Regions from separate parts of the Anas platyrhynchos genome. Here region 1 is linked to region 2. Evidence: chromatin contacts called from public Hi-C data. All regions are on one chromosome and are shown on one strand. Each heading gives the region's core, a stretch centred on a gene start, on an enhancer-like site or on the middle of the called end of the contact. The rest is flanking DNA. Distances are from core to core; before and after follow the strand shown.

Region 1 (7,123 bases), core at 1,101-3,600, 200 kb before region 2:
GAAGAGTAACTTACAGTGAGTACCAAAGCAGGCAGGAACACTGCAAACATCTCCAAGAGTAGATTGCCATCAGTTAATGATTACAGCAGCCCCCCACAAACCAGTTTGAATTAAAAATGCATTTTAGAGTTCAAATCATAACTGGTATCCTTTAGCCTTCTGCAGTTCTACTCTACATACACAACAGAAATACAATCTTGTTTAATTATTGCATTTTGCTTTTCTTCACTACTAGCTGCTGGTATACCTTTAACATCTCAAAAATGGAGCAGGGTGCTTGCACGCAGGCATGTGAACACATGCACGCATGGGTTGGTGGGAGTTGGTTAACTTACACTGCGTATCATCTTAAACCTACTTAGTAGTATCATATAGATTTATTTTAGGAACAACAGCATTTGCTGAGTAGAGAGAATAACAAAGGCATTGATGAAACCTACATCTTTGGTAAGCTGAATTTACTGAACTCAGCTAGAATCTATTACTGGGGGAAAAAAAGTGAGAAACATTACACTAAATCTGAGCCTGGTAACATTTAAAACAGCTTATTTCTGAGAAAAAATAGTTTCCAAGCCCTAAACCATGGTACTGAAAAGTAAAACATTACAGAGATCTATATAATGAAACAAAATAGCGGTGTTGTTAACATTTCTACAATGTTATGCTATTAAAATAAATCTCTGTGATATCACAGCATCTGATACCATTATGTTTCAAAAATGATTGTGTTTGATGCTGGGGAAATAAACCAAAAAAACAACACACCAGAAAATAAAGATACTAACTTTGGTCCCATGTTTCCCAGCATTCACAAACAACAGATTCTACAGCAATTTGCCAAATACTCTGTGGCAAATTACTTACTCAGTATCTCAGGGCTTACAGAAATCTAACTATGCAGGTATTCACAACCACACAGAAAAAGCAAGCTTTATAAATGAAATACACTCTGTAACATGGAAATCTTTACATGCCAGGTATGTTTCTATACATGTGGGGACATCTGAATTTAAGTCATTGAATTTTACAATCACACTGCAGCAAAATTATGTTCCTCAAGTACTTGAATTGTCAAAGTTAAAGACAGACCAAAGAAACCAGAGTCAGCAACTGGTTCTATAGCCAACAAATCTGCTAACATGAGGCACCCTGAAATTCAGCTATTTTAATTCTGGTAACAGCAAGCAATTCATGAGACATGAGAAAGCAGGCAACAAAGGGATGTGATGCTTAGAATTAAAAAACAACAAAATGTAAGTGATGAGAAGCCACCACAGACTGAATAACAACTGGGAACTCCCTTCTCACAGGAACCACTCCTCCACTTGCACACATTATCTGCCAACTCAACACTCCACTGTGAATGTTTTACTTCTGCAGAAGCTCTTTACGTCCGAGGATGGCCAGCTCAGTTCCAAAACGTCAGCTCATACACTGTTTGATAGCTGCTCCTCAGGGCAGCTGCTAAGTAACACTGCCTGCCCCACAAGCCAGGAAAAAACGCAAGATAATAATCACAAGTAAATCGCTTTGCCCTGTCAATCTCAGGCTTGCCAGCCTAACTACTTCATAGAACAGGGGGCATTCATATTTTTTTTTTCCACATACACCATTATCTTCCCTAAAAAAAAAAAAAAAAAGGAATCTCAGTACATAGCATGCACCTTTATTAAGCGCTTAAGCTGTAGTAGCGTTGATTATCCTAAATGCAATTTAAAACCAAAGACAAACTTTCCTTCCCAACAAAATCAAAGCCTTAAGCACTTGCATTCTTGCCATAATACACCCTCCTATTACATTTCAAATATTCTTGCTTGTGTGGATTGCTCTCAAAGGGGCTCTGAGCTGAGCTCCCGATGACAGGCACAGACCGATCAACAAACGACAAAACTGGATGTAAGGGTGTGCTCTAAGGCTCAGCCCCCGCACCTGCTCAATGCCAAGCATCCCAACTGCTCTCAGACCCAGCAGGGCTGCTCTTGGTGGGGTCCCCCCCCCATCCCCACCTCCTCAGCAACTCACCCGCCCAGACGCAACCCGTCGTTTACCTTTCACCCTCCCGCTCCCCGGAGCGCTCTCTTCGTGTCCCCATGCCGGAACCCCCACCCAACCCCCTCCCGTTCCAGAAGGGCTCCGCGGCTTCCCCCCTGATCCCCCCAGACCCCCTGATCCCCCGTTCCCCCGTCCCGGCCGCACCTCTCACATCCACGGCCGCCATGGCGCCGCCTCAGCGAGGCCCGGAAGCGGCGGCGGCGGGAGGAGCGCCCCGCCAGGCCGGGCGGTGCTGGCGCGGATGGCGGCGGCCCCGCTGCGTGAGGGGGCTGGAGGCCGCCACATGCCGTTGCCTCGGATTGCCGTCCTAAGGGCTGGCCGTGGGGGTTATGGGGTGAAGAGCTGAATTCAGCAGGTGGAAAAATAGGATCACGGAGTCATTAAGGATAGGAAAGAACTCCAAGATCCTCTGGTCATCAATCATCCCCTACCGCCAATGTCACCCACTAAAGCATGTCCCTAAGCACCACGTCCAACCTTTCCTTGAACACCCCCAGGGACGGTGACTCCAACACCTCCCTGGGCAACCCGTCCCAATGCCTGACTGCTCTGAGCAGAAATGTCTCCTCATTTCCAACCTGAACCTCTCTGCCGCAACTTGAGGCCATTCCCTCTAGTCCTATCGCCAGTTACCTGTGAGAAGAGGCCGACCCCCAGCTCCCCACCCCTTCCTTTCAGGGAGTTGCAGAGAGCAGTAAGGTCTCCCCTGAGCCTCCTCTTCTCCAGACCAAACAACCCCAGTGCCCTCACAGCTCCTCACAAGACTTGTGCTCCAAGGTCCTTCATCAACTTCCTAGCCCTTCTTAGCCCCACACTCCAGGGCCTCCATGACCTTTTTGTACCGAGGGGCCCCAAACTGAACACAGTTAGGACAAACCAGAACTGAGGTTGCTTATTTGCACTTTATCTGATCCTCTTGCACAGATGCATTATGAGATGGACTGAATCACACAAACATTCCTCCCCTCCAAGATTTCTGTCTTGTTCAATATGTCGGAGTTGATGTTGGAGTTGATATATGACTTGCAAATATACTGAAATTGGTTTCTGTGAAGGAGAGCTGCCTGCAGATCATTTGTTTTACCAATTTCCAAAGTTGCAAGATGTCAAAGTACTAAGTGAACATTACAGAAAGTGACAAGATAAATAGGTGAGGCAAAATAATGCTGCCTTAGAGAACTAGACTCTATTCTTACCAGTAATACAGTCTTACCTTATATTAACAAAGCTCTGACCGTTACAGTTGTCCAGTAATCTCGTTCATCATCTGTTGGAGTCAGACGCCAAGGAATTGACTTATAGGCGTACTGAGCACCCACTGCAAAAAAAGTTATAGTTGTCATATTTTGCATGTTTTATAATTCTCTGTACTCTGAGAAGCCGAGTTCACTGATATCCATCTCATTTTAAACCCCCAAATGAGATATTTGTAATCTCTGTGCCTCAAGGCTGCATCTCTGAAATGGGGGGGGGAGGGTGATATCTGGTCCCTTAACTCAGAGAGGTTTGTGGAAATAAATGTATTAATGTCTCAAAAAAACATAACGATGCTGGGGTGGTGAGTGTCACGAGGAAATTAATAATTCTCTCTTCAAAGCAGGATTTGCTTAATGTGCAAAAAATAATGTGCATAAATAAACATGATTAAACAGTGGCAGAAAACAAAGTATTGAACAGAAAAGCACCATCTATCCTGAACTCTGAATGCAGAAGGAATCCATGAAAACCTGGCACATGATACAGTCTTTAACAGCACATGATAGTCTTTAATTGCATTAAAAATCAAAGCTAATCTTAATTTTTCAGCTTTGCCAGCTGAGCCCTTGTTACTGAGATAATATTTTGTAGACATATTTTCCCACCATGTAATTCACATGTGCACATGCACTGCAGACCCCTGTTCCTCAGTTTACTGCTAGTTGTTAGCAGTTTCATGTCTTGGTCAAACACTTCTCTCCAAAGATATCCACAGCAGAATGTTTCCAAATAATATTATAATAGGTTGCCATTCTAAACCACAAATTTTAAATACCCCTGTCGTGACCAATCCTCCTGGAGAGCGTAAATGCCAAATAATAGCCAACTTTCTGGAGTGTATGTGATGCCCCAACTCGTTACATTTTTGTGCAAACCATTTCTCTGAAGCACCAAATGGGAACTTGACTTCCACTTAAATTATTCATGTTGTCCATCTTTCCTGCTGACTCTGCACCTCTCCTGAGCAAGTATGTCTTTGGATGCGTGAGGGGCTGAAAAGCAGACTCCTGTATTGGAAATAATGGTGTTTGATGGCTTATAATAAATCTTCCATTACATGGTGAGACTAGCTGAAGCACTGCTGGAAAGAATTGTTCATCTGGTAACATTTTCACCTTCTACCGCGGGATAAAAGTCTAGGATTTTTTTTTCTCTCGGCCTTCTTTGAAGCAGGACTCCTAATGAGCATTTTTGTTCTGTCTTTGTTAGCAGGAGGTGTGGATTATGGATGGAGATCTGATGAATGCTGTAGGTAAAATGAGGAATTTATGCACGCAGCTTTTAATGTCAAAGAAAGGCACCTTAAGGAATGGATATCTAGACATAATCACAAGGGATTTATCTGTGTGTTTTAAAGATGCATAAAATACTTGGATAAAAATTGGCATCCTTTCATGCCCCTCTGTTTGGATGTCATTTAATATCATCCTCCCCCCAGCAGAATTATTTCTATGTACTTCTCCCATCAGAGCTAATGAGGAATCATGTCCTAATGTGACCCTCTGTGCTAGGCATATCTATACATAGAATACGTACAACAAAAGCGACTGCTCCTAATTTACAACTTGCTGTATCTCCAGTGGATGCAGGACCAGTAGTGCTGAATGCTCCGATCACTTTATGGGTACAACAGGGACACTAGCAAGGACTCCCTTCATTGTCTCAAAAAAACACAGCTAAATTGAGAGGACTGCATCTACAAATGGAAGGAAAGCTGTCTCTCTGCACATCTCTAGCAGACCGCAGTGGCAGAAAAAACAAACTAGCTATATGCCATCAGGTAAAAAGCACTGTCTCTGTATCCTTCTCATTATATTCTGGGCAGTTTCCAAAACATATTAGAGGCTGCTGAACAGCGAGATCATCACGGCATTTTGGATTCTGCCAGCCTATGTTTGAATTCACAGTTTGATAGTAACAAGCTCCAAGTCCTATTAACTGTTCTGTGCAAACCTAGCTCTCATGTGAATTGCAAGGGAAATTTAAATTCCTATGCTAATGCAAAATTGCAGGGCTTCAATTACATATGAAATGAGTGAGTTGCTATCGATTTTATAGTAAATAGGAATAGGAAAATGTTATTTTAAATGCTTTTATCTTTGTTTTGGTAAAAAAAAATGGTGCTAGAAATTTATGGGTAATAAAAACGGTGCTAGAAAATTACGGGTAATGCAAAGAAAATACTGAAAACACAACATTTTAAAGGGAGAAGGGGAAGGTTTAAGTGATTGAGTTTGATCCCCTTATTTTGCTTTAACATTTTTGCTGGTGAGATTTCCTTGTATCCACCCTAAAAAGAGTGACAATGTCCACAGTATCTTTAGATGATACTACACACGTAGTCCTTTACAGCATAGCTTCCCACAGGCCTCAAAATGCATTGTGGAATGATGCTTTAGAAACACATAACATGGGCAAAGTGCAAAATCTGTTCTTTACATCCTTAATCAGGCACTTCTGCTGACTTCAAAGTCTGTTAATTTCTTCTTTTGTTCAGCGCATCTGCCTGTACTTTTCCTTTTCCTGAGCTACTGTTTTATGCACAGTTTTTATAAATACTGCTAATCACATGCATTGACTGTAGAAAAAAATAGCCAGGCTTGTGTGCTCTTTTTTTTTTTTTTCTACTGGAAAAATGCCACAGGGAAGATCTAACTGAAGTGGCTGCAATGATGGGTGCAGCTGGTGCCCTCTTCAAAACTGGGTCCCCCTCACTGCTATCAGCTCTTTGCTGCAAGCAGCAGGGAAGCGGAGGGACGGTACGAGTACGACTGCTGGCATCCTCAGAGCATTTTAACACATCTCATAGTGCTTTATAGAGTCACGTGTTCAAAGGCACAGGAAAAAAAAATAAAGATAAAACCTTGCTAACATCCTAAAGGCTTCTTGAAAACAATTAGTCTCATAATAAACCCCAGAAGGCTATCTGTCAAGAAGTTAATAAAGAAGAAATGTCAGGATGTCACATGGCTGCCGACAACTGCAGGCAGGAGAGGAAATGAGATCCTAAGCAAAGAAGCACCAGCTATGTCCTCTAGCACACAATCTCTTATTAAAGCGTCACTGTAACTCAGGATGCTGGCCCTCTAGTTTCTGCAGACATCTGTAATGTCCTTGTATCTCTGCTGCTGCACTGAGATTGTCAGCACGGGAGCCTACGACAGAGAAGAAAGCATCAGACATGATCTGCAGGTGTGGGGTCACCTCCTGGGGTAGGTGGGACTGGTGGACAAACCAGAAGTTGCCCCGCATCCTGAAAAATGCACAGGTTTGGAGACAGACACAGACACTGAATATCATTCAGGAGGCTTGAATACCAATGTTTTGCAGTGCTTTATAAACATAATATGGCCAAATTGTCCTCGATTTTTATGCCCTTAGGCATTTGGCTGATCTGAAAGAAGGTTTTAGAAGAATACAGAGTCTGTCTCATCTGATGAACAAAATCAGGATTTGCTTTCCTGGTTAGCTGTGTTTCCTGCTAAAAACAGGGCTCTGTTTTGGCAGTGAGCCCTGGGTTACACAGTGGCAGCGCTTATTGCAGCCCGGTGGGAGGAAGCAAAACACGAAGGGGCTGACCAGATCAGGAAGCGAAAAAGAAAAGCTTAATTTCATTGTTCCAAAAGAGCTGCAAAAGCAAACAAGCAACATCGGGGGCAGAATATAAATGAAACCGCTAATAATCTCTCTGCTTGAACAACTCCAGGTTTTATAATAATTAAAATAAAGGATTTTATTCCAGTGAAATGGTTTTCATCTCCGCCGTGTCTATTTAGTCACATACAATTTTTTTCTACACCTTCTGTCCACCTAA
Region 2 (7,259 bases), core at 4,381-6,880:
TTTTCGATAGCTTTTGTGGAGCTACTCATGCACTGCCATTCTTCATTCCGTATCTGTTACGGAAAAAGAATTTAAGCTAGCAGGCTTTTTTTTTTGGTCATTCAGATTACTCAGATTATTTTTAATATTATTTTTAATATTACTACATTAATTAGTATTACTATATTAATACATTAATATTCAGATATTTAATATTATTTTTAATATTTGTATTATTTTTCCACACCAATTCTGAAAAAAAAAAAGTAAAATTGTCAGATGATATTAGTAGCAGAAAATGTAGAGGTGAAATGGTTGGCTTCTCTTAAATCAGTGGCTGTCGTTTGCTTATGTAATTAAAAACAGGCAGCTATGCTCATGGAAACCTATTGTGCAATGAATGAAAACTTACTGGTTTTGTAATCTGTAAGCATTCTTGTCTGATCTTTGCTAAACTAAAACCAAAAGCTTGAATTGGCCTGTAGGAGTTATTGTAGTGATTAAAGCTGATGTTTAAAAACAAACAAAAAAACCTTCTGAATATTGGTCAATGTAACCTCTATATTCAGTCACTTCTGTGCGTTATTGAAGTAGAGATTTACATAATGGATGTTTTCTGTTAAAATTATGGTAGGAACGCTTTGAGTTGAATGGTGTGTGGTACCATAGAACTTAAACTGAAGAGTACATTAAAATGTAATATTTTTCATATTCACCACTTTTTCAACTATTTTTTTCTTCCACAGTGTTTACACTATGTTTCCCCATAGTATTCTTCATTGGTCTCCTGCCTCAGGTGAATACATTTGTGATGTATCTCTGTGAACAGCTGGATATTCATGTCTTTGGTGGCAATGGTGAGTGTGTTTTTTCACATTAGCAGCAAAAGCATTAGATTGGGAACTGCCATCAGGTTAAAAAGCTAGTTAAAACAACTTAGTGATTGTACCATCTGTATTCCTGCCCTGTATGTATGGAAGACTACTGTATTTTTTAAAAAGGCTAAAGTTCTTCTGATTGATTACTGAGATAGAATTACTATAACTCATTAGTCTGTTGAAAATTATACTTCCTCTACTGGCTTCTTTTGCAGCTGTTAACCTTTCCCATGATAATGCTGTTGAATAAATGAGTAGATAAATGAAGCCATATAAATCATTCTTTTAAAAATAATATTTTCCCCTATTGTATGTATATAGATACATATGAATACATGCGATGGTTTGGGTGCTTTATATCAGAGGAGAGCTAGAACTTGGGGGGCTGACCTCTTTTATATTCTAATCTAATTACATTCCTATTGATATTTTTCTGTTCAGCTACCACAAGCCTGCTTGCAGCACTTTACAGTTTTATCTGTAGTATTGTGGCAGTAGCGTTGTTGTATGGACTGTGCTATGGTGCCCTGAAGGTGAGTGATATTATAAAAACAACATAAGTTAAAATCTTTTGTTCTTTGCTTACTTTTTTCTTAAATGTGCAGAAAGCGAATTAGAAATATTAGTTTGATTTGGTAGGGTTTTATACTTAGTTCTGGTGTCAACGAAAAGACGGAAAGTAAGAACAAAGCAGGTTTGCTATTAAAAGATGTGACTTGTTTATGTGCTAATAGGCCGGGTTTTTGATGAAAACTCGTGTTGATTCTTGAAAAACTGCTGTGTAACTGTCTCGTTTCTTGTAGACTCTACATGTATTGATGTGTTAACCTCTCAAGAGGGCTCACTTTTTTTTTTTTCCAGTGGTGTAAACCAAAGACAGCATTTTCAGATTAATATTTACTTGAAAGGAAGCCAGGAAATGGTTTGTAGTGTCAAAGTGAAGATGTATGCCTACCTTTAAAAAAAAAAAAAAAACCCTTTCCTTCCTTAAAAGGACATTGTTTGAAACAGTATGGTGTTGGTTCTATGTTAATTTCTGGTCTTTCAGTGATCAAATGATCTCAGTTAGTAAAAAGTTGTTAGAGGAAATACTCCAGTGATACTATCACCCACAGATCATTAGCTTTCTATGAATTTGTCCATTTGTCTCATTAGCTATTTGTAAACACATCTGTTAAAGACAAACTTTAGCAAAGAATCACTGTCTCCTCCTCACAGATCCAGTGCAGATTATGAAAATTAAATATGAACAATGGTTTCATCTTCATTCAGCCCATTAGAAAAAAAAAATACTTACAAACAACACTGGGAATTTTCAGAATAATTGACGAAAATGCAATTCTAAGGACTTGTGCTCTCAAGGAATGCTTGAACTTCTTCATGAGGTTTTTGAAAACTCGTGACTATTAAATGATTGAGATGGTGTGGGCTTAAGGTGTATATAGTGTGTTAGAGTTTCTGATCTATAGTTAGGCAGGGGTAAATGCTGAATATTTTTTGACTGAAATTTCCGTTCCTTATTTGTGGAATTGTAATTATTTTTTTCCGTTCTTTTTGTGATATATGTAATTCTTGTATGGCAGATAAGTGTTAAATACCGTATCTCATTTTTAATTAATATTTCATTTCTGTTTCCAGGACTCTTGGGATGGGCAGCATATTCCAGTTCTCTTCTCCATATTTTGTGGTTTGTTAGTGGCAATATCATATCATCTCAGCAGACAAAGTAGTGACCCTTCTGTGCTTTTGTAAGTAACTGTTTGTGCCCTTTTCCCTAAGGAATAATTAATTATCAAAGAGATATTAGTTATGATGTTAAATACCAATCTGATAGTCATCAGCATTATCAAAAATAGTGTATTGGTTCAGTAACTGAATAAAAATTCTCAAAATTTGCATATGGTTCCTCCTTTCAAGTACAACCTTTCTTTGTGACTTCTGGTGAGTTACTTGTATGCCAAAGTCTGATTTTTCTCTAATTGCTAGTCAGCTGCCATCTTTCTACTGCTGCATATGTGCTGAACAACCTGTAACCTTTCTGTAATTAAAGAGGTGCTGAAAACACTAGCTTAAGCTGAAGGCCACATGTGGATTTTTTGAACTGTGCTTTTCCCACTTAATTCACTGCTGTGTTCTTCCGTTGAATGTGTGCTCAAAGCACTAATTCATATTTGATCTTGGAAACAACACAATAAGAATCTGTTTTGGTGATTAGTGCTCCCATCTAAGATGGGAAGCGGTCACAATGCTCTTCTGAGTTGGAGTATTGATGAGAGTACTTCTGATTGAATTAATAATTATGTATGTAAAACAAAATAGTTTTAGTAGAAAAAACACCTCCCATAGAACAGCCAGTAGAGGCTCGGTTGTCATGTATTTGGATTAGGCAGAGCTTGAACTTTGATTTAAATTTAGCCATAATGCTGGATGAAATAGAAAAGTAGCACTCTGGAGCATATGGGGACCTCTTCTGTGGATGGGGCGATGATGTTTTTATCTGAGTGTTCATACAGGAAGGAGACTGGGGGGACCAAATAAATATTTATTTGCAGTAATTAGTGCAAAAATAATTGCAAGGGACTTTGAAGCATACAGGTATGGCTAGCAGTGCTGCATATGGTCTTCTGAAAACTTAGGTACAAGTTTTTTGGGTTTTTAGTACCAACAAAGCCTGATAAGAATGTAGCAGTTTAGTCAGCGTAGCTCATTCCTGAATTAATCAGACTAACACAGATAATACTTTTTTTTTCCCCTGTTGGAGTTCAATTGGAACAAAGAATTCCCTGATTTGTGTTAACAAATAGGCTCCAACTTCGGAGTATGTTAACTTTTTTTGTCAGTTGCATGCTGAAGTTTAGTTTCATGAGTAGTATGATGTCAGTTTATGAATTCAGTATTTGTCCAGTCACCCCTGTTGGTACTGGAGAAACTGCTGTTTAAATAAGATCTGGCTACTCATCTAAGTTCTATCTCTAATGGTGGCCATTGTGTGCAACCAGAGAACTGGTTCATTTATAAAATTGAGATCTCATCTTTGTAAATTAGGTCAGCCATGTGAAAATACTAATATGCTAGTATTGCTTTTTATTGCAATAAAACTTTAACAGAACTTCTGACTTTGCTTTATGTATTTTTAAAAGAGTAACAATGCATTCTTTTCAATGGGTTCTTTTTTTGCCTTTTTTTTTTTAAGCTCTTTAGTGCAATCAAAATTTTTTCCTAATTCTGAAGACAAAAACCCTGAGGATCCTCTGTCTGAAGTGAAAGATCCTTTACCTGAAAAGCTTAGAAACTCTGTGGTAAGCAGACATTCATTTTGTTGTCTAAGCCTTTACTTATGTTGATCAGTGTAGCATTAGTCTGGATCTTACTTGGCTCACATTTGTCAGTTACCATGGTGTTGATTAGGATTGGATATCAGAGCACAAATATAATAATCAAGTCTCAGTAGCTTTAAGAATTTTAAGTGCAGTATATATCTTGTTCATGTAACCCACAACCCATTAATAACAATTTATTGAAAATATTAGATATTTCTAGATAAAATACTAGATATTTCTGGAAAAATCTGGTAATCTGTATCAAGGGAAAGAGACTCGTTTTGTATTATGGGAGGAGTTCATTCTTGTTGATAAGGAGCGTGGTGCTCCCATATCACAGAAGATGCTATTGCATATAAAAGAAAAACAGAAAAAAGGACTCCTAGTCCATGCTGTGATAGAGGGTTAAGTTCCCTCTGTATTACTTGTACATGAATTCGTGCATATACAAGCCTGCACTCCTGAGCTGAGATTTTAGAAAGGCAACCTATGAACTTTATGCAAGAAAATGCAGTATACAATGCTGGAGAGAAGAAATCTTTAAGAATGGAATTAGTTGCAATGTTTGTTTTTAATTAAAAATTCAGCATCTGAGAGAGAAACTGCAACTGTATGCTTGCTTTGACAGACAGCTCACTCAGCCTAAGGAATGATACTGGGTCAGTTTCTTAATATAAAAATGTGTGCATCTAGTTATTAAACCCTGTTTGTTACAAAGGTAAACCTCTGTAAGCAGAACTTCCTCTGCACTGTTGTACAATTTTAGTGCTACCTATAAAAGTGACGATTCTTTTAAATCTGTAAATGAACCAATGTACTATACTAAGAATATGTTTATAGTGCAATTTAAGTTATTCAGATGGAGACATGGAACAACTGGAATTTCCCTAGTGTTACATTCAGTGAAGGATCCCTGAATTTTCTTTGAGCTCATGTCAATAGCAAGAGATACTCGTGGAAGTGCACTGGGAAAGATTAATGGGAGTAATAGTGTAGTACCTCAGTATTTCAAGTAATTGTGAGCAAAAGCTGTGTGCTTGTGTTCCAGAAGGGCAAAAACTTGAAATGGTGGAAAGTCTTTTAAAGAGCAGATGTAACCTCTTCTGTTTGCTTCAGCACATTATTCTTGTACATGCAATGGTGCAGTAAGTAAAAGACATAGGAAATTCAATTATACAAAGAAAGGTCAAACAGTTGTTTAACCTTGCATGGGTGCTGTCTCTAGGGGAGTAACTGTGTAGACAGGCTTCTCATACAGCAGACAAGCACAAGATCTAATGTATAGAAACTGCAAGGAGACATATAAAGTAGAGAAACTGCAGTCTTTTTTACCATTACTCTGAGAGACAGACCTTAGGAGCTTTAACTCTCAAACTATATCTTAGTTGCTTGGAGAGTGTGAGGGCTGAAGGATGATGATGATGTATTCTTTCTTTTGGTGTCTTTAAAAATCAGGATTTCTTGTCTTCTGAAAAAATAAGCTATGTGCCAAGAGTTTAGGATCTTGAAGCAGTAACTGCTGCGTGTAACTGATTTTGCCAATTTTAGAGTAGTTAATCCTGTAATGTTTTCCTGGTATGAAAATACTAATGCTGTGTTCAGAGTGAGAACAGGTCTAAACTGGGAAGATTCTGACTTCAAGTGACCCTGAGTATGTATCGCCCTCTTGTGACTCAGTCTGGCACTAATCGGCTTGTTGTTTTCTTCCCATTCCCAACAAATAGATTACTCTCTTAAGGACAGCAGAAAATGCAAGCTCATTCCTCAGGGTCATTTTAAAGCTATCCTTCACTCCTTCTGTAGAGGAGAGGGGGGGAAAGAGAGCGTTATTGTTTTTCCACCAGATACTTAGCTTTGTCTAGGCAGCTGTCTTCCAGAGCTCTTAATTGCTCCATAGCAATTCATAGATCATAAATGGGAAATCTGGTTAGCCCTTCTAGCTCTTTTTTTAGTGCTATAGAGGGGGTCCTTATATCCCTTCAGTATCCAGAATGAGAGGGATAGAAGATACTGTGTATATTAACTTCTCTTGTCCCACTTTGAGTAGGTGTCTTTGTGGTTATTAACTTTCTTTTACTAATGCACTTGGCCATAAGATTTACCTTGTGAAATTTCTAATAACTTCAGTGGAAGTAACTAACACTGGCACCATTTGAAAATCCTTTAAGCAGTTTCACTGTTATTGCTGGTGAGGATTAAGATTCTGAAGAGAAAAACCAAAGCTTGTGTTTTCTAAAATTATTTTGTTTTCACTTTCCAGAGTGAAAGATTGCAGTCTGACCTGATTGTGTGTATAGTCATCGGTGTACTCTATTTTGCAATTCATGTCAGTACAGTATTTACAGTTTTACAGGTAAGGTGTTTCATCAAATCTGCCAGTGTTTGCTGCATACAAATGTTCTAATGCTATCTAGTACTCGTATGCATCGTTCTCCTGACTAGTTTTAGATGGTCTTTAAATATATAATTTGACAAGTACCAAGTACATGACAGGAGATCTTCACATTTCACTTTTATGTGTTTGAAATCTTCCTCCCTTTCTCAGGTGTGTGGGTTTGTTTTTTTTTTCTTCTGTATTTTTGAGTCTCTAACACATAAAATGCCCTCTCTTCATCTGTCTCAGATAAGTTACTGTCAGAATCATTTTGGAATGAGGAAAAAATGCTCAAAGCTCTTACGTTATTAATGTAAGATTCTTATTTTTTTTATAAAACACAAACCTAAATTTGTTCAATTCTTCTCTTGTTTAGCCTATTTTAAGTTATGTTCTCTATGCATTGGTGGGTACGGTAGGCTTTGTGACCCATTATGTTCTGCCTCAACTCCGAAAGCAACTTCCTTGGCATTGCTTTTCTCACCCACTGCTGAAAACCAAGGAATACTATCAGTTTGAAGTCCGAAGTAAGTATCATTAATGATACTATTTTTGAATTTTCAGTTGCAGCTGACTTAATTTGTATTAGTTGTTTATATGCTTCATATTTTTGCTTTATTATTTGTTATACTCTAGTGGAGCATTTCGTGATATGATATAGTTATGTCTAAGTTTCTCAGAGCATCATCATTTCAAATATATATAAAG

What was found. Hi-C and Micro-C count contacts between places; a contact is called where the count stands out from the background.
Region 1: a contact with region 2 is called in a Hi-C map of subcutaneous adipose tissue, with 1.8 times the contacts expected there. The contact joins the promoter of MED6 here to the enhancer-like site in region 2. A contact is called at or near these places in 2 of 8 Hi-C or Micro-C datasets (liver and subcutaneous adipose tissue).

The regions. Positions count from the first base shown.
Region 1 is chr5:36,427,935-36,435,057 of IASCAAS_PekinDuck_T2T, reverse strand. MED6 (mediator complex subunit 6) reads right to left here and starts at 2,350. Exons shown (of 8, transcript XM_027458650.3): 1 at 2,197-2,350. The coding sequence starts at 2,218.
Region 2 is chr5:36,227,957-36,235,215 of IASCAAS_PekinDuck_T2T, reverse strand. It overlaps PCNX1 (pecanex 1), which reads left to right. Exons shown (of 36, transcript XM_038179407.2): 15 at 726-836; 16 at 1,299-1,390; 17 at 2,496-2,605; 18 at 4,051-4,156; 19 at 6,438-6,530; 20 at 6,928-7,078. Among named protein-coding and RNA genes, the nearest start is that of PCNX1, 57 kb to the left of the region's middle. Within about 2 kb of position 5,630, at least 3 of the 8 cell types and tissues checked have an H3K27ac peak or open chromatin away from gene starts, as enhancers often do. A contact at or near this core is called in subcutaneous adipose tissue, where this site is marked.